Regions from separate parts of the Danio rerio genome. Here region 2 is linked to region 1. A link is a contact called in public Micro-C data. All regions are on one chromosome and are shown on one strand. Each heading gives the region's core, a stretch centred on a gene start, on an enhancer-like site or on the middle of the called end of the contact. The rest is flanking DNA. Distances are from core to core; before and after follow the strand shown.

Region 1 (2,550 bases), core at 25-2,524:
AAATAATTTATGTTTCTAAATTACATTTAAATAAAACAGAAGCTGTAATACTTCAAAGAGTATGGTTATTTTATTGGTGGCCATGAATTAAGGTAGAATTCATACTTATATTGTCATTATGTCCTGTTTTCAAAATGCTAATTTTGACATGTGTGGATTAGATTTTACATACATATAAAGCATATTAAGTGAAAGTTTAGTGTCTACTTTCTAATAAAAATGTTAAAACAAATGATTAAATTTTGCCTAAAATAATGATCATCATCATTCAGCATAACAATGAAAATTAATTAGAATTTTTGGTACTTCTAAGCAGTCATCAAATGATAATAAATACCTGTAAATCTGACAAGAGATAATACAGTATTAAATAACTAATACACTAAATGACAGTTTAATGGATGTATCATCACATGTATGATATTCCTTATTACATACTTAAAAAAATAAGAATTCTAAATAAATGGCACAATTTGACAATTTGAAATACAAAAATTGTAATTCTATTCGCTGTATTGTTTCATGTGTCGAAATGTTTTATATAAGTACATTTTTGTTCAGTAATCTTAGATGTTAAGCGCCTATTTGCAAGGTTTTGAAATCAAAATGTTTTATAGAAAAATATAATTTACCAGGAAATCATTGCCAAGGCGATATTCACCCACTCCATAATTATAGGTCAACTCTGCAACAAAGTGGTCATCTTCTGGTCCAAAGCCCACCATGGTTTTGCTCCATTTTCCATCATATGGACTGAAACCAAAACAACAAATATATGCTTTTAGTTTACCATATTTATTAGATATTGTATTCTTTATTAAGCTACTTAGTCACATGAAAATTAAATAAACTATGACTGACCCATTACATGTTGCTTTGCAGCCCTCCTCAAATTCTTCATGGCGCAGAATCTACAAATGATATATATTTATGAACGTTTATACATCTAAAGTTTGAGTCTAAACAAATATGTGGAATGTGACGGGTCAAAATCTGCACAGGCAAGTAACAAAGTTAATACCTCATAAACAATATTAGGAGGCAAAGTTCCCTCTACATAAACAAGATATTAACGTTGACAGCGATTTTACCTTCATTCCCAAGACATCCCGATAAAAAGTGGCTGTCTTGGTCCTGTCTCCAACTTTAAAAACGAAATGTAATGCTCGTCTAAGTGCCATCACTGGTGAAGTTTCCCACTGTAAACGCAATGATCCCTCAAACTGTGTCGATACACAGGACTAGCCATCGACTGCTCTGCTATCGACAGCCCACAGACGTTGAACCAAAAGACTCGTTAGTTTTATGTTTACCTGTACAATCATGCAGCCATATTACGGCTTTATTTCATATAACGTACTGCAAATGAACTAAAACATCCATTTTAAAGTATATTATGACCATAGACTGGAAAATGTTGATTTTGACTAACAGTTTGGTAAGTTATCACACAAAAATTATTTTGGTACAGTCCATTTTAATGAAGAGATGGATCACTTGAATCGGTTCCTTTGACCTGTTTGTTCCAAAGAGTCGGATCCAACATCAGCTGTTTCGGTTGTAGACACAATTTTCTTTTACGCTTTGAACACATTTACACATTTACAAAACCATTTCCATTTTCCACATACTCTACAATGTTACATTTAAAGAATTAGGATGTTCACTCCGAATATATCATTGTTTCACATGGCATTATTTATTATTATTATTATTATTATTATTATTATTATTATTATTATTATTATTATTATTATTATCATTATTATTATTATCATCATCATCATCATCATCATTATTATTATTATTATTATTATTATTATAGTTATTATTATTATTATTTCGTTAAAGCAAGTAGGATAAATTACATTATCCAGTAATAATTACATATGTTTATTAAATAATTTTAAAATAATTAAATAATTTAAATCCGTTTTAATTGTACTCTGTAGCCAATAACAGATATATTTAACATTTTTTATGCTAAAAAGAAATTACTAGCAGTCCTTGTGCCGAGTACCCACAGGAAGCAGTATGAAAAAGTTTGGAATATGAAATCTCAAAGCTGAAATAAGAGCATGTATTTAAGACTGAACAGGAACATTACATAAATTATTGAACTATGTCCAGTTGTGCTTAGAGTTATATATTTTTTATAATTATTATTTTTATCAGTAGTTGTAGTAGTATTAATATTAATAAGAAATATAAACCATTTACCCACAAAAATATTAACAAATCACAGACAAAAATGATAAAATATTGTAACGAACTGAAACAGTTCAACTTGTCTTTTTAATCAACTTTTGCACGTTCAGACATCCTTGTGTTCACTCCCAAACCCACACTGTTCACCCACACAATATTATAACTGTCTCATCCAACAATCAGAAAAACGCTCCCTCCCTCTCGAGTGCGCAGACTCGCTTTTCCCCAAGTCAAGCCCCTTACAACCCCACATTGCAAATACAGATACACCCCAAATAGAACACAGGAACTGTATTAAACCTTTTCAAACATGCTACAATGTACTGAAATGTATTTGAATAT
Region 2 (2,550 bases), core at 16-2,515, 200 kb after region 1:
ATATACCCTTTATGCATTTTGCTTAACGGCCCTGCTTTTTCTCGGAGCAATTTCAAAAAATATTAAAAGTGGGTCAAGACAGGTCAAACCTACGTGGCCCACATATACATTTTTAACATCTTGGCCAAATACTACATTTGACTTCTGGCCCAAGTCTTGTGTGCCGCCTTAAAGACGATGCCACCTCTTCGAAACCCGGGCCGTGTTTAGCCCACATGCTGTATGCAAGTGCCGGACGAATGACTGCTGTGCAGCTTTATGCCAAATCTGGGCCAGAATTCTTTGCTACCTGCGCACTGAAAACTGCATCACTGACACTTGAAATTCAGCTTTGGCAAACAACACAAACAACATTTGACAATATTTTCACATAGAAAACATTCATTTATTCATTTATTTTCCTTCGCTTAGTCCCTTTATTCATCAGGGGTTGCCACAAAGAAATGAACTGCCTACTTATCCAATGTGTTTAACACAGTGAATGGCTTTCCAGCTGCAACCCAGTACTGGGAAACATCCAAACACTCTCACATTCACACATACAGCCAGTTTAGTTTATTCAATTCACCTATAGCGCATGTCTTTAAGTTGTGGGGGAAAACCGGAGCCCCCAAAGTTTTTTTTTTTACGTCTGAAATGTGCTATTCTATTCTATTCTATTCTATTCTATTCTATTCTATTCTATTCTATTCTATTCTATTCTATTCTATTCTATTCTATTCTATTCTAAATAAAAGAACACAAGGTATATTTTACTCTTTTCTGCCTGTAAAATATATATTTTTTTACTCTTTTGTATTAAAATATATTAAATACTTTAAAATAAATATGCATTAATGTATATCTGCATAGGTTAAAACATGTCAACAATATAAATGTCATGCTTGTTTTTATTTTAATTTACCGATAAATCAGATTTTCCTCTTCTTTCAACAACAATAAGTAAAAAACTTGTTGTAAAAGTTCAATAAATGTCTTTTTCAGGCCACTAAAATTCAAAACGAACGTGAAAATGAGCACTGGATATATCCATAAATCTCATATTCCATTGGCGTGGCTACATGCAGCATTTACAGTAATCATGACAACACAGATCCCGTGACTCAAAACCTAGTAAGCTGCCTACCTAGCCAGCATTTTTCACCATCACAGGCGCATTGGAAAGCTCAAGTGTGCTGTCTATGTAGGGAACTTACTCGGGTTTACAACACAGCCATACAGTATCACGTACCGTCTTCCTTCCAGTGGTGGGCAGGGTCGCTTGTGTTGACAAACATTTATTCTCCCAACAGGGCGGGGATCTTTTCATTTTACGAGTCAAAAAGCTGTTAAATAAACGCCGTGATAAATATATAGGAATAAACACGAACGGATTGCTGATTGGTGTCAAATACAAGAATGGGTTGCTGCTTGACTGTTGGACCAAATGAAGCGCTCGTTGTGTCAGGTATCGTCACAAGGTTTTTACTATAGCACGTAATGTTAGGACTCTTGCTACTTTTATGCATTAATTCGTTAATAGATCATATAATTAAGTGTTTGATTTTGCATATAACGTTATTGTGAAATGTGTGGTTACGTTAAAAAACCTCATCCATACGTGTATTAGCTATAGCTAGCTAACGTTACTACGTTACTACGTTAGCTCATCTCTTCCGCATTGACACGAGATCCATTCATTCATTCATAACTGTAAAAACATTGTTTGTTTTCGTTTTTGATGCAAGTTATCACATTTATTGTTAACTCACTGGAAATGTAAACCTGCTTAACTGAAGTTTGGTATTTAGACGTTCTCGGTTGCTATGTGCCTCCAGTCACCATGTAATAGTAATTTAATTTAAATGTAACGTTAACTGCTATTCATTCACGTTTCTGTGATCTGAACTCAATTACTTTTGTGCATAATAATAGCAATATGCTATCTACAGTATATCTACTGAGTCCTTCAGAAAGACATTTGAGAAGTGACAACCTAATACTTTTACATGTATTTGCCATTAAAAATACCACATATACATTAAGAAAATATGGTAACACTTTACAATAACAGTACATGAATAATGATGTTTTAATATGTAAACTAAGCATTAGGTTATTATGAATTAATGATGGATTAAGGCAGGGGTTCCCAAACTTTTCAGCCCGCGACCCTCAAAATGAGATTGCCAGTTACTCGTGACCCCCAATATTCTCTGAGGTGGTGGTTATAAATACAGAAACCTTGTATGCAATGACGCACACACACCAATAGACCCAAGTCTATTCTTTGTTTTTTTTTATGTATGTCAGTGCTGTAAATGGGCTAGAAAATTTAACCTGGTGTTACAAAATCTGCTGCATCTGACAGTATTGCTGTGTCTTTAGTATATTGTAATTACCCGAGAAGTCGCAATCCAATAGAACTAGTAACTATAAGCTACTATAGTAACTATATAGTTTATAGCAACTATAAACGACTATTTTTTCTCATCAGTAAGTTATTGATAAAATACAGTAAGTCTTAAGGTTTAATAAAAATTTATTGATTTTTTGAAAATCACCAGGCGA

The links. Hi-C and Micro-C count contacts between places; a contact is called where the count stands out from the background.
Region 2: a contact with region 1 is called in a Micro-C map of caudal fin, with 2.7 times the contacts expected there. The contact joins the promoter of flot2b here to the promoter of glod4 in region 1. A contact is called at or near these places in 2 of 18 Hi-C or Micro-C datasets (caudal fin and hematopoietic stem cells) and 1 of 4 datasets of contacts at active chromatin or transcription factors (embryo).

What each region holds. Positions count from the first base shown.
Region 1 is chr15:18,613,668-18,616,217 of GRCz12tu, forward strand. glod4 (glyoxalase domain containing 4) reads right to left here and starts at 1,275. Exons shown (of 9, transcript NM_001004613.1): 1 at 1,092-1,275; 2 at 862-911; 3 at 633-753. The coding sequence starts at 1,181.
Region 2 is chr15:18,817,626-18,820,175 of GRCz12tu, forward strand. flot2b (flotillin 2b) reads left to right here and starts at 1,266. Exons shown (of 11, transcript NM_200639.1): 1 at 1,266-1,447. The coding sequence starts at 1,399.